Regions from separate parts of the Zea mays genome. Here region 2 is linked to region 1. Evidence: chromatin contacts called from public Hi-C data. All regions are on one chromosome and are shown on one strand. Each heading gives the region's core, a stretch centred on a gene start, on an enhancer-like site or on the middle of the called end of the contact. The rest is flanking DNA. Distances are from core to core; before and after follow the strand shown.

What was found. A called contact is a pair of places that touch in the nucleus more often than the background predicts.
Region 2: a contact with region 1 is called in a Hi-C map of bundle sheath, with 3 times the contacts expected there. The contact joins the promoter of LOC100281209 here to the enhancer-like site in region 1. A contact is called at or near these places in 2 of 25 Hi-C or Micro-C datasets (bundle sheath and tassel).

What each region holds. Positions count from the first base shown.
Region 1 is chr1:180,858,989-180,864,452 of Zm-B73-REFERENCE-NAM-5.0, reverse strand. No RefSeq gene overlaps it. Among protein-coding and RNA genes, the nearest start is that of LOC103640631, 34 kb to the right of the region's middle. Within about 2 kb of position 1,797, at least 19 of the 20 cell types and tissues checked have an H3K27ac peak or open chromatin away from gene starts, as enhancers often do. A contact at or near this core is called in bundle sheath and tassel, where this site is marked.
Region 2 is chr1:181,027,333-181,032,929 of Zm-B73-REFERENCE-NAM-5.0, reverse strand. It overlaps LOC100281209 (K-exchanger-like protein), which reads right to left and starts at 2,011. Exons shown (of 1, transcript NM_001154128.2): 1 at 1-2,011. The coding sequence starts at 1,832. The coding sequence ends at 93. It overlaps LOC103640633 (putative pentatricopeptide repeat-containing protein At3g25970), which reads right to left. Exons shown (of 1, transcript XM_008664090.3): 1 at 4,466-5,597. The coding sequence ends at 4,666.

The DNA of each region.
Region 1 (5,464 bases), core at 548-3,047:
TACCCCCGTACAGTGCCCTTGAGAGGCCAGATTAACAGAGCTATTGTCTTTCATCATTAAACCTTACGTGCACTCTCACCACTCTCCTGTTGGATCCACTTGCCCAGGAGAGCAAGTTCCAACATTTGGTGCCCACCGTTCGTGCTACGAACAAACCACCCGTGATGGCACCCAAGAGAGCTAGTTCGAAGGCAGCCCCATCCATCGACGAAGCAGCGAAGGCAGCACTGCTAGCCGAGAAAAAGGGCAAGGCCCTCGCAGATAACACCCCAAGAAGCCTGCGAAGACGAAGCTCTCAGCAAGAGACAGCGCAACGAACAACCCACTCCCGAAGACACCCTACGCACGTGCAGCTCCGGAGGACAACCACAAGCACCACCTCCAGGCTTCGCTCCACCAGAGGGCGAGGATGCAACAGAAGATGACGAAGTCATCGACGTCTCAGCCGAAGAACAGCTACAGCTACGGGCCCTGCGCATCAAGAAATGAGCAATCAACACTAAGAATAGGTCGGTCTACTCTAGAAGACAAATGCGTTGGAGGAAGTAGGGCTGACCGCTGCTAGTATAGTTGCCACCTGCTAGCTTCCTTAAGCGATGTATCTGGCCCTTGCAGCAACAAAGAAAATTACGTCTTTGAGTACCTTGGAGACGACGATCCGGCGTGTTGAACCTAAGAGCTGTTAGGAAGTGATATGCTGGTTAGATGACATGATGGCACGACAATTCACCGAGTACAATGTAGATAACCCTCTCCGCTGAAAAAAATAGTTCGAGAAACACTTGAAATGTTGGTTCGTCTATACTTAAGAAAAAAAAATTGCAAGTAGAATTTACACGGTGATGTTCCTACATTCGATCGACCTGGGACGATCTGCTTCTGAGACCATGTGCCGCTTCTTTGACTAAGAACATGTTTGGATGCGCTAAAACTAATAGTTAGCTGGCTAAAAAAATTATGAGTGGAATTAGCTGGCTAACTAGCAGCTGTCTAAATACTAGCCAGTCCTAGTTGGGTTGAACCAGCCAATGGAATAATGGGTAGTTGAAGGTACAACTAAATAGTTAGCTACATTATTAGCCAGCAGGGGTGTTTGGATGTCTTTAGACAATAGCTGGTCGGGCTGTTTGGATGTCTGCAACTACTGTTAGATCTAATGCATTTAAAGAAGGCATACAGGTTAAGATCGATCGAGGTTAAGACCGATGGCAAAACCATGGCGTTTGATGTGCGGGCATGTGCAGGTGGTGGTTGAGAGAGGGGACCACTTGGACAGCGGACACCTAGCTACCTCTGAATCTGATTGGTGCTTCACCAAAACTGTCTGTTAAGATCTGCAGATCGCACTCTTTCTTCGTAATAGAAGAGAAGGGTTTTATTATGCACGCCACCAATTGTGCGCGAAGCAGGATTAAAGACGTACGCTTTCCAGAAAGCAGCCTGTCTCGCTCGATCTCTTTCGCCGCATGTTCATCTCGTGGTGATTATTGTGCATGCATGATCCACGATCGATGCAGCACAGCAGCGCGTGGCATGGCAGCTACCGGCAGATATTTCAGTGTGGTCGCTACTTGCTTGGACGTATCTGCATGCAGCGGCTCGGACAGCGTGTGTTTAAGCGCCGGCTTTCTTTCTTTCTTTCTTTCTTTCCAATTTTCTCCATGCATTTGCCAAATCGAAATGATGAGGGCCGCCTCGTGAGAACCGGTAGCGGTTCATGCAGTGAGTAAAACACATGTGGAGACGGAGACGGAGACGTCTGGAGGGTATCGGCGGAGTAGGTAGGTGACACAGCAGCAACAACAAACAAAAAAGGTGGGGCGTGGTTGGGGGTTGGTGAGATAGTGCCGCGCGCGCTACTTGCACCGTTCATTTTTCTTTTATTCATTTTTTTCAGAGTACAAAAGAAAGAATCAGTTAGTAATATGTTCCTCAATACGTAGTACTCTTCAGTCAACCTTGGTGCACCTACTGGACATTATATGCTTCTATAGCTACCAACGTGCATAAACTGGATCATATAACTCATGGATCGAGGTTGGATAAATATAATGCACAAGTCAAAGGCAGTGCATATTTATTTCACCGGCTACTATAGGCGCAGCTGTTCATACTGCTGCTACTGTAATTTATAAAGACAAAATATTATAGAATCTGTAGCTATAGTTAGATTAAAACCGTAGCAATCGCAGGCATCGACCACTAGGATGTAGTGCGGTCGTTTATCAAAACAATGTTCTCATTTTTTTAACGCGGGCTTGGGCCACACGGATGATGGGAGGTAGACTGACAGTGGCGGACCGGATGGGGGAGGGCCAATGGCAGAGCCTCACGTGGCCTTGTCTCTACGTGAACACGGGATGGCAGTCACACGGACGGACACGACGCGCCAATGCGGTGAAAGTGGCGGCAATCCCATGCATGGCCGCGATTGGATCTTGGAACTAGCAGCCCCGCTGTGGGCCCCAAACAGTAGCAACTTCACGTTCAGGCTATCCGCAACCGTTACCTCTAAATTTTTCCCCCTATATCATTTTCCCCCCTATTTTTCCTCCTATTTTTTCATCTCCCGCAGCGGTTCCCCCTAAATACTCCCTCTATACCCCACTACCACTATAAAATATCATTTTCTATACCAACTATCAATTTTTTATCTACTAACAATTACTCGTGGACCCACAGCACAGTGTTTAGGATGATGAACAGTGACACGCTAGATCTGGGGAGAGAGAAGAGAACCGACACGTAGGGGGCGCTGTAGGGGCACCGCTGTGGCCATAGGGTGCCCCCTACAGCCGACATGCAAAGGGAGGGAGAGCGGTAGCGTCGACCGCTGCAGTCAGTCTCAGCAATCACTCTCGGAACGAAAAAAAACCAACCTGGCTACTCCGTTGAGAGTTGGAAGTAAAAATAATCTGCTCCCCACCGCTACCCACTTGCTCTCTATCTCTAACCCTTCGTTAATTAATTTACATACCGTTTGCCAAACATTTTCCATTAGATAGACTCGTCTATGCCGGAGAATTACTCAAAAATCACTCTACTACAAAAACTAGCTATCGAAAGCTATAGAATCATAAAATGGAGCTATACCAAACATGTCCAGTCCGTTCCATCGTGCTTCTCACGTACAACCTGATTTTGGTTCCCTCTCGCCTTTTTATGTCGTTTTTTCTTTACCTGACGGTTTAGGTGTTGCCTTTAGTCTACGAGGCTGTTTGTTACACTATACGGTGGTAAGTTTTAGCAAGTTACTACACGGTGGTAAGTTTTAGCCCGTATCACATCGCATGTTACTATGCCAGTTAGAAACATTAAACACTTTAATTACAACACCAACTGTAAAGGTAAAAACTAAACAACAAGGCAAACATATTAAGTCTAATTAGTCAATGATGTGGTGCTATAGTAAAAGTTTGCTAATCATGGATTAATTAAGTTTGTGCTCCGTTTGGATGTCGATATTGAAGAGGGTGGAATTGAATTTGAATTGGGTTGAATACCAAATTAGGCATGGTATTGAAATGAATGTAATTCCAATTCTATTGTTTGGATGTCACTGAATTGGCGTTTAGAATTGTGCAGTCTAATTCCACGCAATACCGAGGGGTGATGTTTTGTATTGGGAGAGAGGGCTTCTAGTAATAGTCCAATTCCAGAGAATTGGGCCTCAGATTCCAAATCTTAATTCCACGTGCAACCAAACAACAAGATTTAAGAAAGCTGGTTCCAATTCCCAATTTTGTGCTCCAATATCTACATCCAAACGAGGTATTAACAAATTGTCTCATCGTTTAGTCTTTAGTTATGTAATTAATTTTATGATTAGACTATATTTAATACTCGTAATAGACATTCAAACATCCCATGCGATACATGCTAAACTTTAGTCTGGTGTCAAGTGAGCTATGGAGGCGATAAATCAAACTAAAAATATTTACTTATGTTTTATTTATTGAAAACTCAAAAAAGTATATTATATTTTCTAGAAAACAATGACGAAAATATTAAAATATTTTTTTACTTTCATAAATTTATATAAACTTTAGACTCTAGGGGCCTTTTGCTGGTCCAGAGTTCATTATTATCTCTGACCTCACACCATTAAGGGCTCATTTGGTGACCATGGATCACAGAGGGATTAGAGGGGATTGACGGGAAATTAGTTTATTTCCCCCCTCAAACCCTCCAATCCTTCTGTGATTTCCTTGTCACCAAATCAACCCTAAAGCGGCAACCCCAAACCTTCCGGGACACAAAACCCGTATGAAAGGGTGATGCAACCTCTCTTCTCTTTTCAGATTTTGCAGTATAAAAGATAGGAGTTGTGGAACTATTCCATGTTCACACACACTAGGGGAGGTTAAGGGCTAGACTAATTCAATCAAATCCAGACACTCGTGCACAAGTGTTCGCTTATAGGGTATACATAGAGGTGGATTAGGACCATAGGCTAGAACACCCACCACAACCATGAGGTGATAGGGAGCTATAAGGTCATGATCCTCATGGATGTTTGACTTTGTAATCCTTTTCTCATATGTAATCATTAATCAATGGAGATCTCTAATCAATGAGTAGCAAGATAACTTATGATATTACCAACCTCTCTAATTGCCCATCTGATGGCTCCTGCTCGTGCCCAAGTTTAGCACGACCACCAACCAATAGGGATGAAAACGAGTGTCTAAATAGCTACGAAAATTTTAATATTTTAAATAGATATGTATGAAATTTGATGGTAACCTTTTCTTATGTTATCAAGCACATTATTATAAATAAGAACAAAAAATTGCTAAATTTTTATACATTATTTACTCCTTACAACAAAAAGGTGGAAAATATCAGTATTATCTGAACTGTATCCGAATATTATATCTATCATTGAGAATATATTGATAAATTTGAGGTTTATCTTTTATGGATCTTTACAAGATTAATTGTAAAAACAAGAATATGAATATGTAAAAATAAAGAAAAAAGACAAAAAAACTAGTATCCGATAAGCGTCTGTTTTCATCAACAACCTATGTTATGCTCCCTTATAACTCTCTCTCTCGTTCTAGTACTCCTCGTACCCTGATGTTGTTACATAACGATAATATTCAAATATAATGTATGACAAGAGTATGGCTATTCTCGGAGAGGAAATTCTCTGGCCGGGTGGCGGAACGCACCCGCCCTAAATCCTAAGATGAGGAGGGGGCCTAAGCGTTTTGCTTGCTAGATGAACTCGGGAAGAACACGAGGAGACACGAGGACTTAGAGTGGTTCGGGCCGCCAGAGCGTAATACCCTACTCCACTGTGTGTTGTATTGAGAGTGTCTGAAAGCTTGAGAGCTTGTGTGAACCTGAGTCTAAGTGAGTCCGAGTGAGCGTAAGTTGGGTGTAAGTGAAGCTGCCTTGTAACGTCGTGTGCCCTCCCTTTTATAGCTCAAGGTGGGCACGTACAAGGATACTGAGC
Region 2 (5,597 bases), core at 762-3,261, 170 kb before region 1:
CAAGAATTGACATTCCAATAATTTACTCTGGCCATGCATCCATCACCACCCAAGAGTGTCATGGATCCCAAAGAAGAAGAAGAGACGATGGATCATGAGCCGTTTGCTCCTCCGAGAGACAGAGAGCCTAGCCTAACTCCGAGGAAGCCGAGGTAGATGAGGAGCAGCCCCACCCCAAGCACCTTGTCCAGCCGCATGCCTCGCGCGGGCAGCACCACGATCGCCCACACCAGCCCGGCCGCAAGGAATCCTGCCGCCTGGTACGCCGACGCGTCCGCCGGGATCGCGTACGGGCGCGGGAACCGGGCCCCGGCCGCCAGCGTCAGCGACAGGCCCAGGCCCACGACCGTGTTGAATACGGGGCCCGCGTAGCAGCCCGACACCGCGGTCTGGGCCCCGCCGTGGCCGCCGTGCATGGCCATGGCCACGTCGGCCACCAGGTCCCCCAGCGAGTTGCCCCACGCCAGCACGGTCGCGCCCAGCACGCTCGCCCTCACGCCGGCAATCAGGCCGATGGAGACCAGCAGCGCCACCAGCTCCCGCGCCAGCAAGTAGGACCAGAGCACGGACATGAGGAACCCGCCGGCGAGCCACGGGAGGCGCCGGCAGCGGCCCGCGGGCGGGGACGAGGAGGACGTGCCGCGGGCGGCCGCCGCCGCGAGGACCGTCCCGGCCACCGCGCCGGAGAGGGCGGCGGCGGGGCTGGAGGGGGACGAGATCGCCGCCAGGAGGAGAGGGGCGAGGAGCGCGGACGCCACCGCGTAGCGCTTGGACCACCGGTGCGCCGCGATGTCCGGGATCGTGAGGCGACGCGGCAGGTACAGCGGCCACTGCAGCGCGTGGAGGGCGTGGCGCGCGAGGCTGCTCCTCCCCCGCCGCGGCGGTGCGGCGGCCTCGGCGTGCTTGGACGAGATGGGGAGCGCGGGAGGTTCGTCGGGGTCCTCGGCGAGGAGAGGGGCGGCGAGGTCGGGATCGGGACCCGCGGCAGCGACGTCGTCGACGGCGGGCTTCGTCGTGCCGTCCTCCGCGCAGCAGTGGGACGTCCAGACGAGGAGGACGTACGCGGCGTAGAGGGAGAGGAAGGAGGCGGCGGCCCAGACGGTGACGGAGCCGGTGAGCAGCACGGCGAGGAGGTAGCAGAGCGCGACGAGGAGGAAGCAGACGTCGCGCACGAACCCGGCGCGCTCGATCTCGACGGGGCCTCCTCGGGTCCCGGACGAGGAGGCGACGATGGCGACGACGCCGGCGACGACGGTAGACACGAAGAGCGCGCCGCCGAGGACGCTGCTGAGCCCGACGTCCCCGGCGTCGGCGTCGGCCGCCGCGAAGGCGACGACGCTGGAGAGCACGTCGGGCGCGCCGTTGCCCAGCGACAGGAGCGTGACGCCCGCGATGGCCGGCGGGAGGCGCAGCGCGGCGGACAGGCCCTGGAGCGCGGCGCAGAAGTACTGGGACGCGGTGTCACCGAGGAGGTAGAAGAGGAGCAGCAGCCAGAGCGCGAGCGCGGCGGCCCCGAGCCACGGCGCGCCGCCGAAGGCGCAGTAGAAGAGGCGCAGGTAGTGCACGTACCCGCGCGGCGCGCACGCCGGGTGCGAGGCCCACGACAGGTACCGGCACCGCGCCGCGTGGTCCGGCAGCGCCCGCAGCTGCGCCTCGCAGCTCCGGCCGGCCTGCGCGGGCGCCGGCGCCGGCGCCCGCAGCTCCGCCTCGCTGCTCCGGCCCACGCCGGGGCGGTGGTCCCGCGCGACGGCGACGGAGAGGAGGGTGAGCAGGAAGGCGGCGGTGGCGGCGGCATTGCGCCTGCACTTGTGGAGCTGGCGCAGGGACGCCATGGAGGCGGGCAGTGAGTGAGTACGATGAGGAACTATGATGGCTCCCTGCCTCCCTGCGCGTCTGATGAGTGGTGAGTCTTCTTCTTGGCCGGCCGACCGGTCGGTGTGGGTTGGGTTCAGATGAGAGTGAGACAGAGAGAGGAGTGCATTTTGCTTCGTGCTCGTGGAGGAACGAGACGGATCTCCAGGGTTCGTGCGTGTGTGGAATTTGGCAGGAAAAATAATGGGGAAAGGACAAGTGGCAGCTCACGAGGTCCCCGGCCCTGATTGCAACTGATTTGCTCTCTCGCCTCCTCCGATCCGGCCAACCTCATCTCGTCCCGATTTGTTTTGTGCTAATCCGTGCGAGATGAATTGCTTGTTTCCTCACCCTTCATCTTCTCATTTCCTTCTCCTCCTTTTCGTTTAGGATATGTTCTCGATAATAATAATAGCAACAATGGCCTTGTCGACAGGTCAAGCCGCGACTGCCACCGCCAAGCAAGGTCGAGACAAGAATGCAGTGACTGGGCGGCGCGCGGCGACCTGCGTCCGGCAGTACCGCAGTAGTAGTCATCGTCGTCCATTGCAGCGCAGCGGTAGGAGCTATAGCTAGGAGCCTAGCACGGTGGCACGCGATGCATGCCTGTCTCTTCCGGAGGACGAGGAATCAGGAAAGCGAGCTCAGTCAGTGCTAACTGCTGAGAAATCAGGAATGGAGCAAGAACCCGAACCAGACCAATGGCCGGCACTCACTGGTTGCTGTCACGGAAAAAAGTTCGTCGGCGCACCTACAGTTTCGTTTCGCGTACGTACGTACGTACATTATTGCATCGTGTCGTCTTCCCGTACGTCTCTGTAGTTGCTACCTCCGATCCGACTCGTGAAGCTAGTGGACGATACGCCTCTCGCTCACCTATGATGATGATCCGGACAGAGGATCGATTCAGATACAAAAGATACTATCTCTATCAAAAAAAGACATGCCGGCTTTCGGCTTAAAACTAGTTGTCTGTCGGTCGAATTGAAGAACTAATCTTAGTTAGATAGAAAAAAGTTAGGTAAAGCATGATAGGTTTTAGGCAGTGAAGACCATGGGCTTAAACTGTGTCATCTGTTTTTCCAAGACGGAGGGCAGACATGGACAGAAACTGATCGCTTAACCAGGTGATGATGATGCCTGCTGCAGAGAATGCAGACAAAGGAATCAGGATTCAGGACAAAAGACCAGCTGTGACTGTGACCATCCACGCCAGACCAGCTGCGAGCGAGTTTCACTGCAGATCGTGTGTAGCGTTCTGCTTCTTCTCAGCAAATAATTCATTCAGATGGTCCAACCAGCACAGCGCGCGTGCGTGATCGATCATCCAAGGATCTCTCCATCAGGGATTTGCTGTGCCAGTGCAGCGTATACTAATATCTCTAGCAGAATCCTCAAAAGCTGGTCAGCCTAATAAGCTGCAAAGATTCTCCACGCATGTTTGCCTCAACCGCCGCCGAGATCTGCAAGCGAAGCAGTTGCTTCTGCCTTGCCTTGTTGGAAGGGACAGAGTTGTTTACCGGAGCTGGGGGCACGAGACCTTTTTTTTTCCCAATGAAACACGATGTTAATCGTGTACTTCCTATGTCAGTACTAGTTGTTTGAGTTACTGCACTGAGCGTATGGTCGCACACTCACTCACCGTCTGATCAGTTTGACACATGTGAAACCGTCTCTGGTCACTTAACAAAGAGACGTCGAACCATAGCCCATTGGTCCCAAGATAGTACTATTCACATGGTCCAATAACCGTATAGAAAGAACCCTAGCTACTACAGTTGTGTCCTATGGTCCGATGACCACCATCGGACGAGTCCTAAGCAACATAAAACTCTCTTATCTGTTTACACGGACCGTCAACATATGCAGTGGTCCGACCGACGATCTACTTTTTGTGGAGTCTAACAATCAAACTCTCACAGGTTGCCTACATGGAGGCATTAGACCATCACTATTTGTCCAATGATCTATTGCTCACAGAGTCCGATGATCAAGCTCTCGCAGGTTGTCTGCGTGGAGGCGTCGAACCATCACAGTTGGCTGACAATCTAGTGTTTTCACAGAGTCCAACGATCAAGCTCTCACACGTGGAGGCATCGAACCATCACCATCGGTCCGACCATCCTGAAGCTCAAGGTCTGACACCTCTAAAACCCTTCAAACTCTAAAAACATGGGAATAGGGTTTGATCCACACTTTGGGGCCTAATCTAGCCTACCTAGAGCTAAAGACACTAGTGTGCACCACACTAAACTCATTAGACTTACCTAGGTCAAGGTAATGGTTTATACCCCCTCTCCTTTATAGTATGGTCAAAGGAAAAACAAGATCCAAAAATACTCTATGTGCCTTCCAACTCCAAACGACACTTAAAACTAGTATATCCTTAAAACGAAATTGTGGGAATCACACCAACACGCTCGACTAACCTCCATCTGGCGGTTAAAAGAATGAGAAGGAAGCTGGCGCAACCATGGTTCATGGAGACAATCATCACCATGATATGGTGTATCTGGAGCTGTAGAAATGGATGGATTTTTTAAATCCCCCCTCTACTATCCAGGGTTGCAAAACTATATCTTCGCTCAGGAAATGAACCTCAACACTTACAGAATGAAAGAAACGCTAGCGGAGAATGTTAGACATTGGCTTCAATCGCTGTAACATATCATCTATGTAACTTGTAAAGTAATCGTCTGAAACAATAAAATAAATACTGTAGGAGTCTCCTACAGTAAATTTCTTTTCAAAAAAAAAAAAACAATGATAACACTGGGTTGTTAAGAAAAAATGTGCAAGACAAAAGGTTGCAGGTCATGTTTCACTGGATATTGTCATGGGAATCTCTTCACCTCCAGAAGAGCAAAGCCTCGGTGCAACCTGAAGCAGCATTCTTAACATATCAAAGATTTCAACCATCCTTGGGTGTGACCTATCATCTGCGTTAAAGGAATGCACCTCATTTTTCACCTCAATCCAGCTCCATCCAGGAATTTTGCTTAATGCCCTGTTCCTCATTACCTTCTGCACTGTTGCTCTGTCACTCCACATACCAAGACCAGAATACATGCTGGAGAGAAGAACGTAGGTGGAGTGCTGTCGAGGTTCCGCCACAAATAAATGCCTTGCCACATCGCTTGCTAGTTCCATATTCCCATGGATTCTGCAAGCACCTAAAAGGGTCATCCAAACTATGGCATCTGGCTGAAATGGCATAGACTCAATAAGCTCTTTTGCTTTATCAAGCTGTCCTGCCCTCCCATATAGATCAACACCACATGCATAGTGCTCCATTCGCATAGGAATTTTATACCTAGTTTCCATCGTATTGAGAATTTCTGACCCTTCATCTACAAGACCACCATGGCTGTAGGCGGTAATCAGGGCAACAAAGGTCACATGATCCAAAGGAACCTCAAGGTCCAGCATCTCATTGAAGAGGTCGGTCACAGTCTGTGCCTGCCCATGTTGAGCATAACCAAACATCATAGAGTTCCAGGGCACAGAGCTACTCTTGTCTGCCTCTTCGAAGGACTTTCTTGCGTCACCAAGCACTCCGCACTTAGAATACATGAAGATCAGCGAACTTGAAACGAAGTCATTGGAAGCAAAACCAGATTGGACGACCAAACTGTGTACTTGTCTACCTAGCCGAAGTACAGCAAGGTCTGAGCAAGACCTCAGAGCAGCAGAGAGCCCAAACTCATCTGTTCTAATATTCTCTGCCCGCATGCATCTGAAGAATT